Regions from separate parts of the Mus musculus genome. Here all the other regions are linked to region 5. A link is a contact called in public HiCAR-type and promoter capture Hi-C data. All regions are on one chromosome and are shown on one strand. Each heading gives the region's core, a stretch centred on a gene start, on an enhancer-like site or on the middle of the called end of the contact. The rest is flanking DNA. Distances are from core to core; before and after follow the strand shown. Region 1 holds the start of Gabpb1 (GA repeat binding protein, beta 1). Region 2 holds the start of Dtwd1 (DTW domain containing 1). Region 3 holds the start of Pank2 (pantothenate kinase 2). Region 4 holds the start of Sppl2a (signal peptide peptidase like 2A). Region 5 holds the start of Zc3h6 (zinc finger CCCH type containing 6).

Region 1 (5,444 bases), core at 1,892-4,391, 2.3 Mb before region 5:
GGGAATCAGTGCTCTAAGGCATCATTGTGACCACTTTCTATGGAAGAATTCATGTAATTATTCCTACTGTACAAATGAGACAACTAAGGCACACAGGAGTCAGTATCAGCTCCTGTGACCAGAAAAGCTTCAACTGGTATTCTTCAACTTTTTTTCTATCAGGATAAATCAAGTCTTGTCTTTGGAGAACTTACTCTCTGCCTACATCTCTACTGCCATAAACATCCACAGTCCAAATAAAAATGCACTAACCTTTGTGGACAACACTGCAGAGCTGAGAACACAGGTTCTAATTCTAACTTCTTCTGACACAAGATTTATCTTTTACAGGGATGAAGGAACAATCCTCCTCAGACAAGGAAAATGCTAATTACAACTGACCCCAAGTTGAGACACTTGTTACTGAAATGTAATTTTTAGTTAAAAAGCCACTGGATCACTGGACAGCTACCCACACTCATATTACGACTGCAATTATACATTTATAAACTAGAGCAGAGAAAGTGAATGGGTCCCAACACATACCTTAATTTGTACACTATATGACATGTATACAATGTCAAATTGTCATATTTGTCAATATGTAAACAAGTTCCTAGATGTCCAGGAACTTGCCTTGACATGAGTCTCTAAGATAGCCGGTGAGATAAGGATTGGACATCATCAGTGCATTTACTAACAAGACAACTTGCAAGAAACTTGAGCTCACTCAAAAATTAATTTCTGACCTAAAATTTCATGTGACAATTTTTGAATTTGTAATGTTTGCCTCACCTATACCTAGAGATACCACGGGTTTTTAAAATGCCGGGGGAGGGAGGGAGGGGAATAAAAACGAGGTTAAAATTAAGATCCAATTTTGATATGCATAATAGCAAACATAAAAATGCACCTGGCACTTTCTGACAATGACATGAAGAATGGCCAGATGCTTCCTGTTGATGAAACAGCAGAGGTCAACTGACAGAATCAGACGAGGGTTTTAAGAAACCACTGGAAACTCAGCTTCCTTCCAAAGCCATTAGCCCCAAACTCATCTTGAACTATTACAGATTAATCGCCCACACCCAAGAAACCCAGACTGAGTCAGGGAAGAGGCTAAGACTTACACATGCAAACTACATGTGCATTTTGTTTCGGCAAACACCTCACTTCCCACGGAAGTCTGAAGCGCCTAAGATGCACGTGTCCTCGTGAAGAAGGTACTTACAAGCGGGTCTTTACACGCTGATTATATGTGTACATCGTTAAGCATATGAACTGGAACTTTAAAATGTCTTGTCACTTGGACTATTTCCAGATATCAAGGCTACTGGTAAATTATAATCTCTGCAATGCTTAAGCATCTAAATGGCCATCTTTTAAAAAGTTAGAGGCCTCTCCCCCAAACTACAAGAATCATTCTTCTCATTCAGTTTGTCTTTCACAATATCTTGATTGTACTTAACATGCTGAATAGAAGGATGGGATATATCATGTTTTTTAAAAAAAGCATAATATACATACAGTGTTTTCCATTGGCTATGTGGCATATCACAAGACTGTCTGCAAAAATTGACTCAAGAATGTTTTCTGTTAAACTAGGCTTTAAAAAAGACTTTCGAAAGTGCAAAACAATGTGACTCTTGCCTAAGTCATGAGTTGACACGTTACTTTTCATTTTTGACAAAATAAGAAAAGCGAATAAAGGGATAAGAGCCATCAGTTCCCTTAAAACTTAAAAAGTCAGAGTCTGAAGGCCTAAGAGCCAAAAAGCTATCAGTTATATTTAAATTAATCTGGGTGAATCTCTGTGAGGTAGACTATCGTCTGCGTACTAAATTCGGTGCGTTTTCAATTCTGGGAAGGCCACTACTTCCCTAGAAAAAGCACACCACCGTTCTTTTTTACCCCCAGATAAAAATTACATTTCAGAAAGTAACTTGCCTGAATAGACAACAAACCACAGTGTCTGCAGAAAGAACTCTTAAAAATTACTCCCACGTTATGAAGCTCTCTTTCAGAAGTACTGTGGTCTCGCTCCCTGCTTTAAAGCAAATGTGTCTGCTAGACACAGTGGAAATGGGCTTAAAGCAAAAGCTTCAAGGGAAAAAAAGCCAGCAGGTAGGCCCGCTTTCCTTCGCTCTCATTTTGGAGATGCACACTTCAAGGCTAAGCCCGCGGCTTCAACGCCGTGGGAGAGGTTCACAACAGCACACTCAACACCGATCTGTGCCCAGGCAAGACATGACCGACGAAACTCGCGGCTTCTTTCCGCACCCGCGCTCGCGTGGGTTCCGGTGGCGAAGTCTCCGGGGCAAAAGTCTCGGCCACTGAGAATGGCAGGCTCCGTCCCTTCCGGACTGGCCCGTCTACCCTGCCCCGACCCGGCTGTTCGGGCCGAAACCCGAGCGCCCCGGGCTCCGCGGGGCCCAGCGGGGCAGCGCGGCCCGGCCTTCCCTCCCGCTTGTCGTCGGCCCGGCCAGGCCAGGCCCTCAGGCCGCCGAGACAAAGGAGCGGGCGGGGACAGCGCCGCCTCTCCCGCCGCCTGCCCCGCCGGCCCGGACCCCCACGGCCATGGCGACCCCACCGCAGACCCGACCCGTGGGGCCCGCAGGAGGCCGCGGCGCCTGACCGAGGAGGGGGCGGCGGCCGCCACCATGTCTGCCGCCCCTCCCAGAAGCCAAGCGCCGGGCGGACAAAGCGCGGCGGCGGCGGCGGCGGCAGCACGGACACCCAGGCCGACCCCGCCGACCCCCGCCAAACAAGCGGGGCCAGGAGCCCCGGAAACCCGGCGCCTTAATGCAATAAACAGGAAATCGCGGGGATGATCTGGGTTCCGGGGGAAGTGGAATTATTTTTTACCAGCGAAGAGATCAACTTCCACATCCGGTGGTAACAGGGCCCTACACAGACCCGCACTGACCTGGAAAAGCTTCGGGAGCGGCGGCGGGGGAGCAGCGGGAGGAGGTGCGGGGACCGCGGCGCCTCGGAGCCGTCAGGGCAGACGCGGCCCCGCCACACACAGAGCGCTTCGCTGCACAGGGCGCTATTTTCCGAAAATGCCGCGTCTGCTCGGCGCCCAAAATCCCCACCGAAAAGTCCCCGTCGGCGCGGAGGGACACGGCGGCCGAGCTCCCAGCATGCCTGCGGCGGCCTCGCCAACCCGCGCCCGTTTCCGCCCCACTGGCCCCGGGAGCGAGCCTGCCGCCGCCCTCCCCCAGCCCCGTTCCGGCGGGAGAAAGGGATGAGAGGGTCTGCTTCTGACTTTAAACGGGGAGAAAGGAAATAAGCCATTTCTAGCGTTCGGCCACACAAAGGCTGCGGCGGAATGATCCGCGGGGCGACCGCAAGTCCCGGCTCGCCCGGCGCCTGCGCGGCAGCGGGGTGAGCGCTGCGGTGGCCCTGTGCGCGGCTGGGTGTTCCGCGCCGCGTCGCGGGGCGGGATGTGTGGGAGTTAGGGGTGCGTGTGCTAAGTTCTCCCCCGGCGTGACACGGAAAGTGCCGGCATTTCGGGACGCTTGGAGCTTGGACTTGACTATGGGGTGTTCTAGCAGATTCCCGGCAGGCGGAAGGGCAGCCGGGTACCTAAGATTTAACTTACCGTGGTCCTGGAAGGTACCCGGAATCGCTGGTTGTGGGGCCTGTGCGGGAACAAAGGATGCCTGTCCTCTTCACCTGGTGTAAACTGGTCGTGTGTGACGTGGATGTTTCTGTGGCTTTTTTTTTTTTTAATGTTGTAATAGTGACGCTTTTCTCCTGTCTGTATTGTCAGGATTTTTGTTGATTTGTTTTCGAGGCAAGGTTTCTCTGTAACAGCCCTGCCTGACCTGGAACTGGCTTTGTAGACCAGGGTGGCCTCAAACTCAAAAGAATCCGCCTGCCTCTGCCTCTCAATTGTTGGGATTAAAGGCGCGTACCACCATGCCTAGTGACGTATTTTACTTTCAATGAACCAAGAGTTGATTGGGAGATGATGATTTGTGAAGGAAAAGCCTTATAAATTTACTTCACATGCGATTTTCAAAGTTCCACTTTGATATATTTCACCGAAAAGTCCACTACCCGTGGAACTTTTGGCGTCAGGTATCTAGGAATGAGAATATCGGAGACAACCGAGAATAACCTAGGAGCAAAATGGCTTAAATGAGATCCAAATTGTTTACAGACTTCATTTGTGTTTGTGTGTGTCTGTCCTCAGATAAGGACACTTGCCCTTATTTTTTGGTTTTTCGAGACCGGGTTTCTCTGTATAGCCCCTGGCTGTCCTGGAACTCACTTTGTAGACCAGGCTGGCCTCGAACTCAGAAATCTGCCTGCCTCTGCCTCCCGAGTGCTGGGATTAAAGGCCACCACGCCCGGCTGCCTTTCTTATTTATATAGTGAAAGTTTGTAGCCAGTGTAAGACATAGCAAAGTAAACAGAATGGGGAGAGCATAGTTCATGTTTTTTCTTTTTATTTAATATTTTATTTCAGGGGTTTTTGGTTAGGTTTGGTTGGTTGGTTGGTTTTGAGATAGGGTCTCGCTTTGTGAAGCTCTGACTGCTCTGGAATTCACTCTGTAGACCAGGCTGGGCTCAAACTTAAAGAGGTCTACCTGCCTCTGCCTCCCAGGTGCTGGGATTAGAGGGGTGTACCAATACTGCCAGCTCTTATGAATTTTTTTAAATTGTTATTCCTTTCCATAATATTTTGAGTAAATAGTTAATTGCCTTAATTGTGCTATAGCATCTAGACGAGTATACATCATCAGTGGTTATGCCAGAAAAGCTGAATGTGGTGTGATTGCAGGAATATTCCCCTGCCACAAACAGACACACACAGTAACCTTACAGAGGAATCAAATAGCTATATAAAAGTTATATAGAAATCAGAAATTGGTGAAGGCCATCCAGTCGAAGGGAACAGTAATGCAGAACTAGAGAGATGATTTCGATCATTCCCAGAAATGGACCTGTAGAGGTTGAGTGACCTCCTTGAATGTCTCCTTAATGAGTTGGTGTTTTTGACTGGTAGCTATTCAGTAAAAACGCCCCAGGCATGGAGAAGCAGTAGTTTGGAAAACTGACTACACAGGTTGAGGTAGTCACAAGTAGGAATCAAGGAAATCACAACTGCTTGTTAGGAATTTGGAGAATGCTTGACTGGATGTGAGAATGCCTGAAGGAGATGTCAAGGAAGGTGACTCAAGTTTGTCAGAGTACTTGAGGGTTGGCAGTGTGTTCACTGAAAAAAGCAAAGGGAGAGGACTGCTAGGGAAGATGAAGCTTCTGTGTGACCATGGAAAGCCTATGGGCCTGTCTAATCAGCTCTGTTCATTCCTTCAGCAGTGCTGGAGTGCCCATTCTTTTTCTCTCTTTTGAGACAGGGTTTCTCTGTGTAGCCCTGACTGTTGTCCTGGAACTCACTTTGTAGACCAGGCTGGCCTCGAACTCAGAAATCTGCCTGCCTCTGCCTCCCAAGT
Region 2 (5,034 bases), core at 2,169-4,668, 2.8 Mb before region 5:
CGCCCTGCTCCCCTACCCACCCACTCCACTTCTTGGCCCTGGTGTTCCCCTGTACTGGGGCATATAAAGTTTGCAAGACCAAGGGGCCTCTCTTCCTAATGATGGCCAACTAGGCCATCTTCTGCTACATATGCAGCTAGAGAGAATGAGCTCTGGGGGTACTGATTAGTTCATATTGTTGTTCCACCTTTGGGGTTGCAGACCACTTCAGCTAAAGGTTTGTCATATTAAGCCATTGATAATTTGTGATTTCCTGGGATGGCTGAAAGTTCTCTATGTTAGTTTACCTTACAAGTTACACTTTCTTTGATAACCCTTTAGGAAGTGTGAACTATGTTCCTTTTCCTAGTATCTGAACAGGCCTAAAGTCTCATTTGCAAGCAAAATAATAGGAGAGATATAACACTGTTATTTTTTGAGGATGGGTCAAAAAGGACATGTGATTTCAGCCTTCTTTGCAGTGCTCCATTTGTAGTCTCTCCAGCCTGGGGTTCTTTTCTTTTCTTCTTTTGGGGTTTTTGTTGTTGTTGCTTTTTGTTGTTGTTGTTGTATTGTTTTGTTTTTGGTTGGTTTGGTTTTGTCAGCTTGACACAATTAGAGTAATCTTGGAGGAGGAACATCAACTGAGAAAATGCCTCAATAAGATTGTCTGTAGGCAAGTCTGTAGTGCAGTTTATTGACTGGTGATTGATTTGGGTGGGCACAAGTGGCACTGCCACCTCTGATAAGGCAGTCTTTGGCTGTATAAGAAAGCAGGTTAAGTAAGCAATGGGGAGTAAGCTAGGAAGCAGTACCCCTTCGTGACTTCTGTCTTAGCTCCTGCTTTAAGTTCCTGCTTTGGTTTCCATCAATGGACTATGGCCTGGAATGTAAGCCAAATAAATTCTTTTCCTCCCCAAGTTGCTTTTAAGTCATGGTTTTATCACAGCAACAGAGACTCTCAGACTCCCAGCCTAAGCTGATGAGTCTGCTACTCTCCTGCCGCACTGTGAGGAAGATGAGGCATTACTCCAGGCATTACCATACTCCAGGACAGCCCTTACTCCCAAGAGTAGTTGTGCAACACAAATTGGACTGGATAAGGTTTTGTTGCTGTTTGTTTGTTTGTTTGTTTGTTTGTTTTTATGATAATGAAAACTTAAAGTTGAGGATGGAGAGGGTGTATCTGGGAGGAGTTAGGAAAGAAGGCGAATATGATCAAAATGCACTGTGTGAAATTCTCAAAGTAATTCAAGTCGTGAATGTATTAATAGGCACCCTGATAGTATGCTCAGTCTTTCCATTTGACTTACAAGAGAAAACAAAACAATCCATTATGCACTAGACCACATGGTTGTTTCAAACTACTGTACTTTGGAGTAATTAGTTACACAGACATAGCAACCTAGAACATTGGAACATAGGAATGCTTGCCATATCTATGCATATATGCACATATGTATATATGTACATACATGCAGCTGAAAGTTCTATTGGATAGTACTTTACTAAGTATAATGTACTAAGCCTAATGACTTTCTGCCATGAATAATTTCATTATTTAAAAAATATGGGATTTTGTTTTAGACAGTGTCTTCCCCAGTCTAGACTGGCCTGAAACTTACTATGTGTGCTAGGATAGTCTCAATCTCTTGATTCTCCTGGTTCCCCAATACAGATATGAGTTATCACTGCTGGCTCTAAAGTATAGTTTTGACTTAAGTTTTTATTGTTGTTTATAAATAAGTCAAGATGTGAAACGACATATCCTATGCAACACCCTGTCCAGTTGGAAATTCTTCCCTAGACTCCAACCACTCATCAGGATTTGGCTTCATGGACTCCCCCAGCCTCTTTTGAGGTTCCTAAAATTTGTCATAATGTTTCCTGTACTACCCATACTTAACATGTAAGCACTTCCAGGGCAAGGTGTAAAGATGACAATAACAAAGCCAAAAATTGAAAGGGCTAACAATTAAAAGTCAAATATCCCATTTTCTGATGTTCAGGCCCTCACTGTTTGATGCCTAACTGTGATGTTGTGCACAAATAACTAAAGCTTAATTCCTAAGGCAGGTAGACATGTCAATGTGGGTCTCAAAGTAGACTCTCAACTGTTTTAGCATTCAACATATATGAATACCATTCTGGTGGCTCTCACATTGCGTCTCAAAAGGTTAGTAACTTCTTTTTCTGTTTTGATAAGTGAAGGTATAGTGGACTGGCTGACATTTAGAATGACTTTTGTTCTGCATGCCTCTCTTTATTAAAACATTTTTGCTTAAAGTCTAAATTCAAATATCCATGGTCTAATTTCTACCTCACTCTCACTAGTTCTGAAATTCCTTTTCTGTATCCAAATCAGGAATACCAGTTTGGCTCGAGTTGAGGTCTCCAAAACATTAAGGGACCTATTCAGTCTGCTAAGAGTGACAGAAGGGATTCTCCTCTCCTCCTCTCCTCTCCCCTCCCCTCCCCTCCCCTCTCCTCTCCTCTCCCCTCCCCTCTCCTCCTCTCTCTTCCCTTCCCTTCCCCTTCTTCCTTCCCCTTCCCTTCCCTTCTCTTCTCTTCCTCTCCTCTTCTCTCTCTCTCTCTCCTCCTCCTCCTCCTCCTCCTCCTCCTCCTTCTTCTTCTTCTTCCTCTCTGTGTCTCTCTGTCTGTCTGTCTCTGTCTCTCCTATTCAAGTAGAAGCTACCACTCATGACCAGGCTGGAAATGGGCCTTTCTCCTACTTACAGGTGTGATCCTGGGAATTCATGTTAACCATTGTCTATTTTTCTGTTAAAACTTTTATATAAATTCTGGTGTGGTAAATATCAGTGTCCTGGCTTGTCATTCGTGATTACACACAAGGCTGTTCTTTTTCTCCCATTGGTTAATTTCATAATTCTCCACTCATTAAACAAATTGCTTGATATATGACAGTTTTGTTTCTAATTTAACAACTATTGTTTAGGTTTCTTTGAGGTGGAGCATAGAAAAATAATTTAATCACTTATCCACATATATTAGACTTTAAAAAAAAATAAAAGAAAAATACAGTAGGTGTCAACTCTGCGTGTTGTAAGCAAAGCACAAAATGCATAAACGGTTTTCCTAAGAAGTCTATCAAGCTTGAACTACCAACCACCTAAAGCTACAAGTCTGAGATCTCGTAAATATAGTATTTGGGGAGGTAAAGCGGTGTTACTAGCTCCTCACTAACTCACAGAAACTACTTTCGAAAAGGCTGTTCCGGAACACGTCCCCAGTTGCGCTGGGGGCCCACAACGGGCGGCACAGCAGGAAGCTGACGGTTCCTTTGGAACAGGTCACCCGGGAAGCGAAGGCGGGACTTCCGAACCAGTTCCTCCTGCTCGCCCACGGGATTCTCCCTCTGAGCATGCGCCGTGGTCAGCTTCCCCGTGGCCCTGGCAACCGCCAGGCCCCGCCCTCCGGTGTTCTGCGGAAAGCGCTCCGGGGGGGAGCGCGTGGAGCGGAGGCGGTACGGACCGAGAGTTGAGCGTGGTGCAGGTCGGCATCCCCTCGGGTCGGGTGGCTCGGGCCGGACGCCGGCCAGGCCCAGCGGAGGTCTCACTGCGGGCTAGTGCTGCGTGTGGCGTGCCCGTGGGGGCAAGACTTGAGTGGTCTGGGGCCTAAATGAAGCCTTATTAGGCTTCCCGAGTCGGCGTTGCTCACTCCTGGCAAGGCCAGCTCCCTGTGAGCACCGATCTGTAATTCAGGCTTTGGCGTGGTTTCGGCATGGTCGCGGGAAAAGGAAACCAGATGTGTGCTGTTACCGTCAGCCGATAAGCAGACGCGTTTCTTGTGTGTCTATTTCTTGGGAATGTGAGACAAGTATAGTAACACTTTGCGTTGCTAGTTCCACGAGGTTGGGTAAGGATGAAGAGCCCAAGATTGCAGCATTTCAGGGCTGTTTATGATTGAACTCCAAATGCAAAAATTTCCAAGACATTTCGCCTGTCATATAATGTGTTCTGTGGGAAGGGAGTCAAGTTCTGTGTTTAAAAAATGGCGGTGGTATCTTGGATGTTTAAAAAAAAGGGGGGGGGGGGCGAGAGGGATATTGTACCTCATCAAATTATACGATCAGTTCTTAGTACTTCACAAGCAAATATTGAAAACAGTCTTATCTGGTCCTGAATTTGTCCACAATTCAAAATAGGAGAAATTTAAAGAATATTCCCTTGGGAGGCAAATCAGCTTAGTGTGTTGGAAAAAGTAGCCTTGTTCCGCCGATCTGTGTAGTGCCCCAAAGTTGAGTAGAAAGATAAGTCCTGGATGCCTTCTACAGAGTGGTTTCAATTTAGTTGATAAGTATTTGAATCTATCTAAAAAAAATCAAGAATAGGTAAATCGGAAAGAGTTGTACTTTTGCCTCATTGAAAAGTGCCTCCAAATGAATATGTTTGTCCATATCAAATATGTGGACCCAGGGATAAGTAGTCAGAAGTGTAAAAGATTGTCTTTGTGTGAGTTTATAACTGAGTTAGAATCTGACTTTGAGCCTAAAAATAGATGTTATGTGCAAAGCAGACAGGATGAAACTGCATAAGTATCATTATTTTTAGAGAAATTGAGTGGAAAAAAAAGTTTTTCAGCCCAATTTGCAGAGTAGACCATCAGGATGCTAGTTATTTGCCCTAGGAACCGCCCTTGTTTTCTAATTCTTTACAACTCTCCCCCACCCAACTCCAGCTGCATCGCCCTGCACGTATTTGATGTTAAGTATAGGTATACTTACATGCATCTATGTCCTTGTTGTCATTGATTGTTATTATATACTACTGGAGACAATGTCAGAATCCACAGGCTGACAATTCAGTCACAAAATTGTCCCAGCCTCTTCCAAGTCACACACTGAACCATCAGAATTCCCTTCCAACTAGCTACAAGCTGAGAGTCCTTCATCCCCTCTTCAAATGCATTTGATTTGCTTGTGTGGCCCACAGATCTCAGGGGACACTATGCTTGCATTTGATGGTTATTATAAAGGCGATTTTAACAGATTTAAACATACAGGCAGGTGGAGTAGGTAAGGGACTAGAGCACAGG
Region 3 (4,757 bases), core at 1,109-3,608, 2.3 Mb after region 5:
TTTTCTTCTCGGGATAGGGTCTTCCTACATAGCCCAAGGTAGCTTTTAACCTGGGAACCTTCTGAGTGCTGCAGGTACAGGCATGGACCACCATGCTTGGCTCCAGTCTCTGCCTTCTTTTGATTATGCAGGCAGAGAATAGTATAACTTCCCTGCCTATTCTCTTTTTGCCATGATGGAGTCTGAATCTAAGACTTCCCCTATTTGAAGGACTCTCTACTGGAGCTATATCCTCCTCTCCCTGTTCTCTGTCATTTTTTAATTTATCTGCTTTTAGGTAAGTCGCCTCATCATCTAAATGTCTTTAAGCCTTGATCTCCATACTTTACAAATAAAGCTGGTTGGATTGGTTAAGGTTCTGTAATTAGTTGAAATCCCATATTCATTCACTCCTCCGATTCTTCCTTGGCTTGATTCTTCCTTGGCTTCGATTTTGGCTGAGGCTGCAGGAGCAGGAACAGGAGCGGGAGTGGGAGCGGGAGCAGGGAGTGGTGGCTGTCATTACAGGGGCAGCAGCCACAAATGTAGATGGATTAGCTAAGAGGGCCTCGTTCTTATCAACAAGAAGGGAGGTGTGTTCAGTTGCCAGGCATGGTGGCAAAAGTCAGCTAACCAGTCTGCAGATAACACCAGGAGCAAGAACACAGTTTCCTCTGATAGCAAGCACTTCAGGCTTGTAGATCCAATGCACTCCGGCTGGATGCCCAGCCCTAGGAGGTGGGGGGCGGGGGGGGGATGCTAAGTTCAGCAGTAGGGCTTTGATGGCTCTCACTTTGTCTCATCTATCTTGTCTTTATTGTTTACACATAATTCAGAATTCCAATGATGTCTGAAGATTTTAGCTTAAAGCCTAAAAGGAGCTTTCCTCAGGCTCTAGCCCAGTGATTTGGGTCGGTATAATGGCTACACACGGGACAGAGACAGCATGAGAGGCTGGCAGCATGCATTCTTACTTCAGCATGTGGCTGCCTGGTACTCTAGGGGGACCAGAAGAGAGAGTGGAATGGCCAGAAGTTACAGAGGGTTGTGAGCCATGTGGAAGCTGGGAATTGATTCCTGGTCTTCTGAAGAGCAGTCCTACTCTGTTATGGGCATTCCTGATTTTTGTTAGATCCAGTGTGTGTGTGTGTGTGTGTGTGTGTGTGTGTGTGTGTGTTCCTGCGGAAGCTGGAATTTCAAGTTAGGAAATAAGGTTTCCAGAGTTAATTCTACACTGTGGGGTACTAGTTTGGAGCAAGTATGGGAGTGTTTTTCAGCATTCACAAGAGAAGCTCAGGCCGGAACTATTAGTGAGGGAGTAAGTTAGAAGGTAAGAGGGCTGTTATTCAAGGGACATTATCTCCTCCCAAGAAAGGTACTTAGGAAATTGTGAGAAAGCCTCAGTCACTTAAAATTGAGGGACTGAGGGAATGCTTCAGGGGTATATCTGGGTGGGATATCAAGGGTTAGGGCACTTGGGAAGGGCAAACGATTTAAAAAAAAAATCCATCTTCTGTAAAAACCCAGGGGTCTGGAGCTATGGTTCAGTGATTAAGAGCATTTGCTGTTCTTGCAGAGGTCTGGGTTAGATTCCTGGGATCCATATGGGGAAATCCCTCGATTTCTTCTGCCCTCAGCGACCATCAGGCACACACCAGGGTCACAGACATACATGCATGAAAAATGCTCAAACACATTAAAGAAAAACAAACAAACAAAAACCCCAACAACAACAACAACCCCAACCAACCTAACTTCCAAGCCTTCATACTGCCTTCTTCAGGAAGGGGAGTAGGTGAAGGATTTAGAATCCACCTCCTCCCGCCAGTTGTCATGGAGACAAACCTCAGTCTTTTCATTCCTTCTGGTACTGGGAATGAAGTCATAGCACAAAGGAAGAGACGGTGCTTGTACTTTGTGGACTGTAGTGTGGCTCCTACTGCAGCTATAGAACCAGACCCGGGGACAAAGGCTAAGGTTAGTCGCAGCTCAGAGTCCTTCCTTCTGTTAACACTTCTCAGTAGCTTCGGGGGCTCTATTGGGCGGGAGGAAGGAGTGATTCGTGAACAGAGAAGAGATAGTAGACTCCCTGGAGTTCTAGGGAATAGGGGAGCAGCTTGGCCACCGCTCTCGCGGATGCACAAGAGAGGGCGCCCCTCACTCAAATCCTTTGGGCCCCTCCACGATCGCTCCCAGCCTGCGCTGACCCCGCCTTCATCCGTCCAGAGTGCCTGTCGTTGGATGGTGGCGCGGTCTCTTCGGCTGGAGTCTGGGAGCCTATTGGACAAGACCTCTGGAACCCGCCCCTAGCCAGCTCGGATTGGCTAGCTGCACGTTGGCGCAACGGAAAAGGCGGCAGCCGGCGTGCGCCTGCGCTCCAGCGGGCTGCGCGGAGGCGGCAAGGCGGCGCTGGGGGGCTGGCTCGGGCGGCAGCGGCGGCTGTTGCGGATGGGAGCGGGCCGGTTTGGCGCGCCTATGGAGCGCCAGGGCAGGGCTGCCGCCACCTCAGCCGCGGTCGGCGAGTCTGCGGACTCGGAAGCGCGGAGGCGGGACCCGCTGAGGCGCCGGGCGAGTAGCGCGGCGCCGTCGGGGTCCGGGGAGGCGGAGAGTGTGAGACGGGAGCGGCCCGGCTCTCTAGGCGGCTCCACCTCGGCCGGCCGCCCGCGCGCCGAAGGCCTCCGGAAGAGGCGGCCGCGTAAGTGCCCCGGCACGGCCGTCGTTGTTTGCGCGCCGGCGGTGCCCGCGCGAGGGCTCCCCGCCACTTCCTCCCTGTCCCCTGGGGTGTTCTTTTCCTGAGACTCCCTCTTTTTTTCTTGAGAAGGCTCCTCCTCTCCCAAGTCCCTTTGAATCATCCATCGCGCTCACAACTGAAGCCTTTTCTATGGTGATTAATTTGGAGGTTGCTAGAAAATGCCCCTGAGGCGCAGCAGGCCCAAAACTCGACTCTGGGCTCGATACGCTTCTAAGCTTTGCTCGGTTTTCTTCCCGAGAGAATTCAGGTCATCTCGCATCCAGAGGTTTTCCCCCGTTTCCCTTCCGTTAGTTCACGGGAATTCCGGTTTCAGCCATAGCATTCTGGGCAGTAAAGCCTTTTCTTTGGAAGGGAGTCGACCTGTTCCTCAGTTACTCTTAAGCCTAGGGAGTTACTCTTTTCAGAGAATCGGGTTCTCATTTTATTACCAATTTGTGTTTCTTGTCTTGTGTGTTTTCTCCCCTTTAAAGCCTTTAGGGCTGTTGTCTAGCATCCACGACTACTGCTGAAAGTGTCAATTGTCCTAATACTGTAATAGGAACTTTTCAGCATAGCTGTCTGTGTTTTACATGTGGTTAAGACCTGGATATCAGATTACGGTATGAGGAAGGTAAATGCTGAGTGCAGGCAGGCTATGAGAATTACGGGAAGTGGCTTGATGTGTGAGGTCTGTTGGATAGTCCGCGCCCAGCCCTACCTGCTCACCCCCACCCCAGTTGCTTTTATCGATGATTTGAGCGATTGGATGTAGCTCTGTTTTGCCATGGAAGGTTTGGAGGATGTATGTATGTATGTATGTTTAGTACTTTATATCACTATATGTATATATTTTTTTTTTCTTTTCTCGACTTGTAAGAGATTTTATAATACCAGCCACTTGGGAGGTGGAGGCAGAGGAATATGAAATTTAAGACCCTGTCCTAAAAGAAAAAAGGAAAACGGATTTTCAAAGAGTTCCTGTTGTAGAATCGTTTGCTTGATAAATAACTTCCTTATTACACTTATTTATCGTGTGTGTCTGTATTGGTGTAGGTCAGAGGACAACTTTGCCCAGTCCTGGGGATGGAGCTCAGGTTGTCAGACTTGAGGGCAGGTTTTGTTTTGTTTTGTTTTTTTTTTGTTTTTTGTTTGTTTGTTTTTTTTTTTTTTTTGGTTTTTTTCAAGACAGGGTTTCTCTGTGTAGCCTTGGCTGTCCTGGAACTTCACTCTGTAGACCAGGCTGGCCTCGAACTCAGAAATCCGCCTGCCTCTGCCTCCCGAGTGCTGGGATTAAAGGCATGTGCCACCACGCCCGGCTGAGAGCAGTCTGATGAATTACCCAAGTTGGCCTCGTCCTCAGGGCAGACCCTTCAGTGCTGGGTATATACTGTGCCAGTGCCAGGCTCCTCTTCCCCTTTCTCCTTTCTTTCAGTTGTAGGTTGGAACACAGGGCTTTGTACATGTGGTAAATGTTCTGTCTCTGAGCTGTATATAGTATCTCCAGTCCAAGCACCTGAGTTTTGTTTTTGTTTTAAGACAATCTCATGTTCCAGGATATCTTCTCCTCTAGCTCCCAAGTGCTGAAGTTATAGGCTGTGCATCAAGCACCTGATTTCTAAGCAACAGAAAAACCTGAAGTTCCTTTGTGGGTTTGTATTACATTAACCTGAGCATCAATGTTAGAGGGTTAATGTGACAATTAGCCATATGTAGATGATTATGTCACCAAATTTGCAGTGTTGTTTTTGATTAGTTGTTAGTCTGGCACAATTCAGCCTGGTGAACTCCTGTGGTAGGTATGTGGTGATAGTCTGTTTCACTGACCAAAAGAATGGTGCCCACTGACAAGTAGCTACTCTGCAATTGAGGAATTTTTTTAGCCTTTGTGCTTTTCCTTCTATCTACTGGTTTCTGTTTGTTTGTTTTTTGTTATTTTTGAGACAGAGTTTCTCTGTGTAGCCCTGGCTGTCCTGGAACTCACTCTGTAGACCAGGCTGGCCTCAAACTCAGAAATCTGATTGCCTTTGCCTCCCAAGTGCTGGGATTA
Region 4 (5,338 bases), core at 1,482-3,981, 2.0 Mb before region 5:
GCTTATCAAGGCCATTCTGGGGAGAGAACAGAATAGCGGGATGCTGCCCTCAATGCAGATAGTAAAAAAGCAGGCTCATGAATTTGCAGACGGAATGATGACTCTATCTGGAATTAGGCTAAATGCACCATGCTGTACCATTCTGGTAAAGAACTTGTCTTCATTTTGTCCAAACTCTGACCCTGTGGGAAGCTGAGTTTAAAGGACTGAAAGAGGCAATGTCCGGGTAGCACATTGTTCAGATTATCTCACACAGGTATTAATAGATATTTGTAGTTAAGATTTATGCTAAGAATCAAAAGCAAAGCCACTACAAAAATATTTGGAAATCTTATAGTTTGTTCAGAAAAGGGACATGTTTAAAGTCGCAACCAAGGGAACCTATTACCAACTTTCCAAACCTTAAAAACAAAACAAACAAACAACAACAAGACTCTTATTCCTCAGCTGGCTAGGGATTTAGCTCAGTCGAGCACTCGCCTACCATTTATGAAGCCATTTGAGCACGGTGGTTCATGCCTACAATCCCCACGCTACAGTCAGACAGTCAGACTCACTGTTATTCTTGGGGAGCTCAAGGGCAGCCAGTTTCAGACCCTGTTTGGGGGAGGCCAAGTACTTCAGGGACCATACCTAAAACAAGCTTGCTAAATAGGTCAGTGGTGGCACAAGCCTTTAAGCTCGGCTCTTAGAGGAGGCAGAGGCAGGGGGATCTCTGTGTGTTTGAAGTCAGCCTGGTCTACAGAGTGAGTTCCAGGACAGCCAGGGCTACAGAGAAAAAAAAAGTCTGAAGAAAGAATTAAGACAACAACAAAAATAGCATGCTACATAGGTAGCCGTCATTACCCTTGTATCCATGACATCCATCATTACCCAGGTATCTTCTGAGCTCTTTAATAGCAACCACAGTGTGGACTTAACACTTTGTATGTTCTGTTTGGTTTGGTTTGTTTTCTTGAGACAAGATTTCTCTCTGTAGGCTGTCCTGGAACTCTCTGTAGACCAAACCGGCTCCAAACTCAAGAGATCCACAGACCTCAGCTTCCTGAGTGCCCAAAAAATGTGGGTTTATCAAGAGTAGATGTATTACTGTGCTAAATATTGATTTACCTTGAGAAAAATTAGTGGAGCTATGGTATAAGTACGTAAACATTATTTCGTATTAATCATCTTAAGTTCCCTGAAATGAGTTAAGCTTGACAGCTAAGCTAGAGGGCCGAGACATTTACATATCCTGTGAGTTTTCTTTGGACCTAAATGACACTTGTCTGGTTATTCAGTTCCTGCTTTAAAGATACAAAGTAAAGCTACTGTGCTGTCATTCTCTCCTCAAAATACTTTTTGAATGGGTTCTCTCCGAATGCTGTCCAGCAAAGTTCCTAGAACGCCAAAGGCTACCTTAAAAAAAAAAAAAAAAAAAAAACTGTTTGGGGCTTAAACCTTCTCCATGACCTTTTCAAGCCCAGAGTGACAAAGCAGTCTTTCAGAGAAGTGATGGTTTTTAAGTAATAACTACATACACAGTTTACACAACAGTGTGCAAACAATACCGATACAAATTTCCCAACATCAAATGTCAGAAAAGAAAGTGAACAGAAACAAAATCTAAAACACTGAGAGTTAGCTTCTTGGTCACACATTGGAGCTCAAATTACTTTGATCCCGAATTTTAAAACATTATTTCAGCAAATATGGGTATGTGAGCGCATATTTGTTATTTTTTTCTCAACCAGACTTTGACCCTTTTAGACGTCAAACTATTCAAACCTCTCATTTCCCCTTTAAAGGTATTTTAAAGTATACCTATATGAAAACAAAAGCATAATACAAATCCCATAGTATAATCACATGTACCTTACATAGAAGGCACTATCTGGGAGTGAAAGGAAAGTATATAGATATTCATATGGCTATAGAGAGAAATGTATGTGAGCGCAGTCAACAAAAGAGCAGGCCAGAACGCTAACACCTGGAACCCTGTTCACACCGGCCCCTCCATCCGCCTTTTTCTAGGCAAAAGGCAGCAGTAAGATTGGGCTACACAGAGAAGCACAGAAGTGAATTCTTTGAATTAAGAAGAAAAGATGCCAGCACAGTGAAAAATTATAGAGAGGGCTCCAGGACCAAGGAGGAGGAAGCTCCCCACCCACTCCTACCCCCGCCCGCGGGTTTCTCCCAGGGGTTGGGCATTTCGCTGGATTTCGGGGGCTGGGGGCGGGTGAGGAATGCTGGGACTCAAGGACGAAGGCAGTTAACCGGGCCCGGGCAGTGGGAGAATGGGAAGCCAGGGTAGAAGGAGAGGAAGGGGGAGGTAGGGAAGGAGGAGGGATGAGGGAAATCCGGAGGAGGTTAGAGGGAAAGGAAGGGATGGAGGGGGAGGGGGAGGAAGCGGGAGGAAGGGGAGGGAAAAGCGGAGGGGAGGGGAGGGGAGTGCGGCTCTCACCAGTCCGAGCAGGCAGCTCCAGAGCAGGGCAGCCGCGGGAGCGTGCAGCGAGTGCAGCAGCCCCATCCCACGGGCGGGCAGCTAGGCTCAGGCTGCGCTGGCGGCACCCGGACCTCTAGGGTGCAGCCCCGACTTCCTCTTCCGGTCCCTCCCGCGAAACGCTAGGCCGGGACTCTGTGGGTACTGTCAGCTCCTGGCAGAGCCGTTTTAGCTGCGTAAATCCTGGGTTCTCGTTCGGTTCCCCCTAACTGCGGCCGCCGCCCATTCCAAGCCACTGGAGCTTCGGGTTTCAGTTTCCTTTCTGGCCTCTGCCACGTAGCCTCGGGGCGATCTTCGTAAATACGGAACCCAGACGAGGCTCCTCTCCACACTTGGCAGCACAAATCAAAACTCTTCCTCTGCTGCTAAGTTTACGTCACCTCACCCTGTTTTCTCTGTCCTTGGTTTCTCTACTTTCCCACCCGTTAAGATCCACAGACCCTCCAGGCGGGCAGTCTCTGGGGAATACACTCTTGGTGTTCCCTTATCACTTACTTAACACTTCCTCCCTAAAGAGGGTTTCCTAGTACACTTCATCTTAAGTACCCCTTAATTCACTTTCATGCTATGATTTATTTGTAACCTTCATAGCTTTTTTTTTCTTTTTGTTATTTATTTATTTATTTATTTATTGCTGTTGTTGTTCTTGCTTTCTTTGGAAACATCCTCGACTAGTACTGAACTCACTTTGAAGATGATGGCCTAGAACTCAGAGATCTTCCTGTATCATAGGCATAAGTCACCATGCCTGAGGTTTTGGGGGTCCCTCCCCCCATTTTCTTATACTCATCTATGTATCTCCCATGCTGCTATCCAGTTAATGGAAGGATCCCTCTTTGCTCTGTTGACTGCTGTGTCCTTACACACAGAATATCCAGTGTATACTAGGTTGTCAAATATTTGTTGGATGACTATTTAATACCAAACACTGAATAGGACAGTGTTCCTGTTATCCTAAAGGAGGGACACAGCAAGGACTACAGATGTGTGAGCAAACACTGTTACAAAGCAACCTTTCACAAGGAACTCCACAAGGATCCAAGGGAGGTAAAAATAGGGCACCAGGAAGAGAAAAAAAAAAAAAAAAAAAAAAAAAAAACACCAGCCCTAGCTGAGTATAACTGACTATTACCTTCTGTGCAAGTTAATTTCAGCTAGGCAAAGAGGAAGGAAGCATTAGTCTGAAAGCCAAGGGAGGCAACTACAGAACTACAGAACTACAGAACTGGACCTTGGCTGAAGTTAGGAGAGGGGGAGAGTGAGAAGAGGCAGAGGGTGAAATAGTTGCACAGCTTGGAACTTGAGACTTCCTCATTGGCATCTTCCTGGGGGAATTCCTGAAGGAAGCTCTCCCACAGTTCTGCGTGGGTTTTTTCTGTAGTTGTCTGTCCCCTGGCTTCCCCCTCTGGTCCAGTTTCAATCTATTTGTAACCCTACCAGCTGTAAGAACCCCCTAGACAGAAACTGCCTGTCAAGCATTGTTGCATTTACTCTCAGCCACTTTTAGAATCCTTCTAGGACACTGATGTTTAAGCTAATCTCCCCTTTCCACTGGGATCCTAGATACTTGCTCATCTGATGAGAGCAATATATCTGGATTTTAAAAACATTTCCAGATTTAATATACAGCCAAGCTTAAAAACCTTTCATTATTTAGTGTTTCAGAGTGCTGGCCTGGACCACGGCTCCTGACTGCAGTTTCAGCATCACCATCCAAACCTATTGAATCCGAGAATCAGAGAATGAGCATTCCAGAGACCTCATACTGCTACCTCAGTTTAGCTCAAATAAATCTTACTCCTGACCTTCTAAGTTGTCTCAGGGGAACATTTATACTCTTAAGAGCTTCTTGTTGGATGAGAATTCCTAAAATAGGACACGAAAAAAGGAAAAACTATACAACAATAAAATCAAATTCACTTCACCAAAATAAAAACCTCTGTTCTTTGGAAGATATGTTTTTTAAATATTTATTTGTGTGTGTACTTTCATAGACACCTACATGAGCTTATGTCTACTATGTGTGTGCAGGTGTCTACAGAGATCAAAAGAGGACACCAGATCCCAGAACTGGAGTTCTAGGTAATTATTGATTATAAGCAGCCATGTGGATGCTGGGTATTGACCCCAGGTCCATCTCCTGAAGAGCAGCCAGTGCTCTTAACCACTGAGCCATCTCTCCATCCCCTGGAAGATATTCTTAAAGGAATAAAGACCACTGTAGACTGGGAGAAGACAATCATAAAGCATCTATATATAAACAAACACACACACACACATATATAAACATATATGTATTTATATGTTCATATATATATATATATATACAGATATATAAAGAACTCTTATTATTCAACAAAAAGACCAAAAACTGGAAAAGGAGTGCACAAATTCCATGGACCTACAAGAATGGATGGAATGAAAATTATGTTGCCAAACATCGGTTACAATGTGGAGGAGCCAGAATTCTGGTGGCGATGTAAAGTAGCGCAACCAGTTTCACACACGGGCTTTTCTTGTCTAGTTAATCATACCCTACTGTACAACACAACCATTCCTTTTTTAGTGATGGACCTAAGAGAAATGAAAGCAAATGTTTGTGAAGACAGGTCCACGAAGGTCTAAGTGGCCCTGTGATGATCCCAAACTATAAGCAACCTGCTGTGGGTTGGATGTAATTTGTCCCTGCAAGGTTCATGTGCTTGAAGGTTTGGTCCTCAATGGCTAGGGTTGAGATGACAATATCTGCAAGAGGAGGCACCTGTAATGTCTGCTATGCTCATCCATGAGGTCATTGGCCGAATTCCTTCTTTTGTAAAGGCTGAATCAATTCCATTGTGTGTATCATAGTTCAAA
Region 5 (5,236 bases), core at 1,093-3,592:
TTGAGGTCAATCACCCAGAAGGGTGGCTGCCTCTGCCTGGGTGAGAAAATGGCGGGAGGAGAGAATGGCCTCCTGCAAGCTGTCCTTGTACTTCCACACAGCTGCCCCAACATACACAGAACGAGTGGCTATTATATACTCAGAATATTAAATATAAAAGAGTGCAACTCTCAGTTTTAAGTACAGGGATGGCTTTAAAAAATATCAATGAGCTCTGGTCACAGAATTTAGTAATCTCAGAGGTGAATTAAATTCTAAAGTCTACAAGCGATTTCTTTTAAAGAGGAAAGGGCTGAGCAGATTCCAGGTTATCTTCTATTTTGAGGTCAACAGAGGGTAACAAATGGCGAGGAAATACTCTTTGCGGATGATGGAAATGTTGTAGGTCTGAAAGGAAAGGTATCCTCGCAGTTGGGAGGCACAAAGTCACACAGTACAACAAACCTCACACAAGGGATTTATTGGGAGAGAAAACCGCAGGACTGCTGCCTCTGCTCAGGTGAGAAAACAGCCCCTGACTGAGCTGAAGGCAGGCCTTCCATAGGATTTCTTAGGGGGCGGAGCTGTCCAGTTTTCCAGGCTGAGGACTGTTGGGATTTCAAGTCCAGAGTTTGGTATTTTCAGGGATTGGTGAATTTTTCTGCTCAGGGATTTGTTGGTTTTCATGCTCAGGAACTGGTTTCTGTGACAAGCCAGGGACTAATGAGACTTCCTTTTCAGGGGGTGGCGGGATTTTTTTTTTTTTTCTTGTAGGGCACTTTCTTGGCCACTTTCATAGCTCAGGTTGCGAATGAATGACTGCAGTAGCCCTTAGAAGATGACCTTTAGGGCTGTTAGGGAAGTCTGGGTGCGGGGCCTGACTGCTTTGTGTTCAGCCAGCTGAGAGCTGTGGCTTTCCTGCCTTGAGGGTTTATAAAGTATATAAAGTTTACAAATAGAGTACACCACAGGGAATCCTTTCCTTGTGGCTTGAGTTGGCCTAGATAGCCAACAATTGGACCTTCCAAGTGTGTCAGTATGTTAATTTTGTCTGGAGGCAACATTTCAAAAGTTGTTTTTCTGAGTAAGCTAATGCCCAGAATTTATTTTGGTGTGCGTTTAAACTTCCAAACGAATTTGAAAACAGCAATACTCAAATGTGTACCAGTTCAAAGATTTTCTTTTTATTAAAAAAAAAAATCAAATTCAAATCCTAAATCATTATTTTAATGTCTAAGCAGAAAATGCAGTTGTGAAGAGCAGCTGTTACACCTCAAAAGCCTTTCACTGTTCCTAGTAAAACGATTAAATGAAGAGGCTTTACATTTTAGTTCCAAAAACTAATAATATTGCTTCTCTAGTTAAAACAGATGTGCCTTTTGAAAGTTTCCTATAATGGGCCGTGAAGATCTGTCAGGGTTCAAGTCTTGTCAATAGCTGCATTCAACTAAATAACTTTTTTTCTCTTTTCACATTTATCTAATCGCAATTGCTCTTTGAATGCACGTTATTTACACATCAAAGACAAAAGACGTCGTGTATTTAGAAATATTGGACATTTAAGCTTATCATTTTAATAAAAAAAATTAACTTTCCTTCAGAACTAAGTATACATTACTCATCATTTCAAGACTATTTCTGAAGGATATGGAAATACGTCTGAAGGCCATGGACATACGAAGAAATGAAGTCTTGTTCTTATGAAATACTCGAATGAATTCCACATCTAAACCGCTAACAGACACAAGATCATGTTTTAATTACCTCAATAGCTATTTTTAATCGTCAAGTAAGGACTGGGTGAATTTAGTATCAGAAAAAGTTGCATGGCAGGCAGTCTTCCTTACACTACGGAGACATAACAGCTACAAGTTTAAGGGCTTAAGGATGATTCCGAGTTCTTTCGGCAACAAAGAAAGCTTTTCTTTCTTTCTTTCTTTTTAACAAAGAAAACCGCCAGTCCTGGGTTCCTTTCTTTGTCGCGCAGTTAACGGTGGCGGGGTGGAGGGGGACAGTGTGATGAGTCCGGAACTCCAAAGCCTTAGACGACGAGTCTCGCAGGAACATCGAGAAATGGGCACAGAGGACCTGGTGGACACAGCAGGCCTGGCGGGGTGACCTGCCCCGCCCGATATAACTCCACGCGCCACCGAACCGCATCCCTGGCCTCACACCCATCAGATTGCTGCCTCCGCTGCCGCAGCGAGCGTATTAAAGGCCCGCCCCTGGAAGTGATTGACGGGCAGTTTCCTCCAATGGCTAGTGCGCTCGGCACCGGCGGGCTGGGAGAGGGCCGCGGCTCGCGGAGGAATTCCACTTGCCCTTTAGTCCCGGGCAAGGTGTTGCGGCCGGCGCCATTTTCTGAGCCGCCTGTTTCGGGTGCCGCCATGTTGGTGAGGAGAAATCACCGTTACGGCCACTGTCCAAATCCCCGCGTCGCTGCACGCCGCCCGCCGGCTCCCACGCCTCAGCCTCCGGCGGCGAATACAGACTAGAGCGGCAGCGCCGGCAGCGCGGGGCCGTTGCCCAGTCTTTGCAGTTAGAGCCCCATCTCTCTGGCGTTGGTTGTTAATAGACTGGAAAGTCTGTGTCTGTGTCGCTCACTAGTAACCGTGAGTTTTTACCACTTCGTCACCTGTCGGCGGCGGCCGGGGACAGGGTTGCCCGCAGGCGGCGCAGGGGTCCTCCCCGCGCCCCGCTGCCGCCGCCACCGCCGCCGCCGGCCTCCAGACCTGCCCTCCAGCCCCGCCCCGTTCTTGACCAAACATGACAGACTCTGAACATGCAGGGCACGACAGGTCGGGAACCCTTCTTGTCTGTCTTTCTGTCGGATGAGAGGAGGGGTCGGGGCGGCGGGAGCGGGCCGGGGCCGGGCGCCTCCTGCATGACTTAGACGTCTCTGTGTGGCTCCATCGGTTCCGTGACGCGCACCTTCGTCCACCGCCGCTGCCTGCCGGCCGCCGCGGGGGAGGCCGAAGCGGCCGCGCCCGCCTCCCGGAGCCGGGGTCGCCGTCGCTCTCGCCGCCCCGCCCCCGCCGGGCACGTGCGAGCCCCCCGCCCCTGGCCCGGCTCAGTCGTCGGCGCCACGCGGGCGGCGGCGCGGCTGCGGCCGCTGCCCGCCAGGCCAGTGACCGGCGTTGGCAGCCCCGTTGGAACCGGCCCCAAAAGCTCAGTAGTAGGCCTAGTGGATGTTTGCCTCCGACCCGAGTCTACCTCTGAAAATAAACATGTTTAGTTTTTTTTTTTTTTTTTTTTTTTTTTTTTTTGGAGGGGGTTGGGGAGTCTCTTTCCCTCCCATCCCCCACTCCCAGGCCATGTGTCTGCCGCAGTCCTATAACCTCCAGGAAAGTGAAATGGCAGTTTTTCATATTAAATACGTTAACACAAGTAGACTGCAGAGTTTTAGCTTTACCTGATTTCCTAGGTGCTAAATAAATATTTGACTATTTAGCTGAGATTCTCATTTTCCAGTTTTAGTTTTGTTGTGCTCTGAGAGGCACATTCTTAGCACCATTCAAAGGTTTGGTGGCATTTACAGAATATACTCTTGACATTGATAAACAAATTTTTAAAGGTGTCAGAGGAGGACTTTTATTAAAACTCCTGGTGCCAAATCTCATTCAGCTGATTCCTACTTAGAATATTGACTTGAAAGTGGACATCCTCACATTGCTTTGTGAATAGTCTCAGATACATTGTGTTCTAGTGTGGCCCATAAGACTTAAGAATTCCTGATAAATATCATATGCTTTTGATAAAGCATTACACTCACCTTCCTTCCCTAAATACAAAGGAAGCAAAACAAAACAACAACAACAAAAACCAACAAAAATCATTGAAATTTTAAATGCCAAAATATATGGCAACCTTGAAAGGGATTTAAAAAAATCCTAAGAACTTCACTAATGTAATGATAATTCTCTAGAAAGACATCAATGAAGCATGTAGCAAGGTTTAGATAGTAAAAAGTGCTCTTACATAAGTGCAGAAGCTTGCACTGGACATTTTTAATGATTTTTTAAAAAAGATGATACCTTTGTAGTTTCAGTGCTGTCAAATGGACCTAAGGACTCTTGTGTGATAGGCAAGTACTCTAACACTTGGCTACACTCATAGCCCAATATTGCCCTATTAAAAAAAGTTTAAAAGTGAAGGTCCTAGAATTAACTAATAATGTTGAGAAGTCTATTGATAAGCCAGTGACTTGATGTACTTAAAATTCATTAATATGAAAGGAAATCTCATGTTAGTGGATAGTGTAACTTGAATATGTAGAAATATGTATTTTACATAATAAAACGTGTCACCAAGTTTAGAAATCAAAATAATGCTTCTACAGAACAATGACACCATGGTTTTCTCTTACCCCCATCCCTTTTGAGAGGTGGTCTCCTTAGCCTTAGCTGGCCTAGAACTTGATATGTAGACCAGTCTGTCTTAGAACTCAAAAAGATCAGCCTGTCTATGCCTACAGAGTGCTGGATTAAAGGTGTGCACTGCCATGCCTGGCTGCTATCAGACTTTGAAAAGAGTTTGAGGTCCAGTGTGGTAATACATACCTGTAATCCAACACTCAGGCTGAGACAAGAAGGTGGCATGTTCATGGCAGCCTGCCCTACACAACAAACCCTGGGTTTTTTAGAAAGTAGAATTTGAAGTTTTAAAATACTGACTTAGAAGTTAAAATGAAACTTTAGTTTAAAGGATATAGATTAGTAGGAGGAGCAAATGATAAGTAGCAATAGTTTTGTTTTAAATTAGACCCAAAAGTATCTCAACTCAGTTTTAATTTAGCCAGTGTTAGGTGGTGTTGTGAATCATAAATATAGATATAGATGTATATATAAAACCTCTGACGTGGAAAGAACTACATCAAGAAACTGCACTATCTGTATGTGGTGAGTTATATGTATAATTCCAACACTCTGGAGGCAAAGGAGAATTGCTATTTGAGCCTAGGCTAAAGGAAAGAAGGAAGAAATCCCACAGAGCAGGGGGTCTACAGAAATGGCCCTTTCCAGGACTGTAACCAGTTAGCTTTGTGAACTTGAGTTTCTTAGTGGATAACAGAAGTGTTTAAACCTTACCAAAGCAGTGGTTTTCAGTCTGGACAGGGGTGCTTAAGGGCAGGGCAGTTCCACTGATGTGACTGGGGCCCATAAATTTTAGAAATTTCCCATGTAGTTATGAGCTGTTAGGTAAATGTTTCTCAGTCTTATCTAATCAGACCTGTTTGATACAAAATGAAGAACAGCTC

Evidence for each region. Promoter capture Hi-C pulls out the DNA fragments that hold promoters and counts their contacts. HiCAR-type assays count read pairs that join an accessible place to other places.
Region 1: a promoter capture Hi-C map of pre-B cells shows a contact between it and region 5, with 4 times the contacts expected there. The contact joins the promoter of Gabpb1 here to the promoter of Zc3h6 in region 5. A contact is called at or near these places in 3 of 39 promoter capture datasets (the C10 cell line, embryonic stem cells and pre-B cells) and 2 of 115 datasets of contacts at active chromatin or transcription factors (astrocytes and thymic regulatory T cells).
Region 2: a promoter capture Hi-C map of pre-B cells shows a contact between it and region 5, with 4 times the contacts expected there. The contact joins the promoter of Dtwd1 here to the promoter of Zc3h6 in region 5. A contact is called at or near these places in 2 of 39 promoter capture datasets (the C10 cell line and pre-B cells).
Region 3: a promoter capture Hi-C map of pre-B cells shows a contact between it and region 5, with 4 times the contacts expected there. The contact joins the promoter of Pank2 here to the promoter of Zc3h6 in region 5. A contact is called at or near these places in 2 of 39 promoter capture datasets (liver and pre-B cells).
Region 4: a contact with region 5 is called in a HiCAR-type map of astrocytes, with 4 times the contacts expected there. The contact joins the promoter of Sppl2a here to the promoter of Zc3h6 in region 5. A contact is called at or near these places in 2 of 39 promoter capture datasets (liver and pre-B cells) and 1 of 115 datasets of contacts at active chromatin or transcription factors (astrocytes).

The regions. Positions count from the first base shown.
Region 1 is chr2:126,672,451-126,677,894 of GRCm38.p6, forward strand. Gabpb1 (GA repeat binding protein, beta 1) reads right to left here and starts at 3,142. Exons shown (of 9, transcript NM_001271468.1): 1 at 2,906-3,142. A630026N12Rik (RIKEN cDNA A630026N12 gene) reads right to left here and starts at 2,837. Exons shown (of 1, transcript NR_166192.1): 1 at 1-2,837.
Region 2 is chr2:126,148,723-126,153,756 of GRCm38.p6, forward strand. Dtwd1 (DTW domain containing 1) reads left to right here and starts at 3,419. Exons shown (of 5, transcript NM_026981.2): 1 at 3,419-3,492. Fam227b (family with sequence similarity 227, member B) reads right to left here and starts at 3,282. Exons shown (of 17, transcript NM_029455.3): 1 at 3,189-3,282.
Region 3 is chr2:131,260,142-131,264,898 of GRCm38.p6, forward strand. Pank2 (pantothenate kinase 2) reads left to right here and starts at 2,359. Exons shown (of 7, transcript NM_153501.2): 1 at 2,359-2,674. The coding sequence starts at 2,428.
Region 4 is chr2:126,930,504-126,935,841 of GRCm38.p6, forward strand. Sppl2a (signal peptide peptidase like 2A) reads right to left here and starts at 2,732. Exons shown (of 15, transcript NM_023220.2): 1 at 2,444-2,732. The coding sequence starts at 2,509.
Region 5 is chr2:128,965,060-128,970,295 of GRCm38.p6, forward strand. It overlaps Zc3h6 (zinc finger CCCH type containing 6), which reads left to right and starts at 2,343. Exons shown (of 12, transcript NM_178404.3): 1 at 2,343-2,777. The coding sequence starts at 2,746.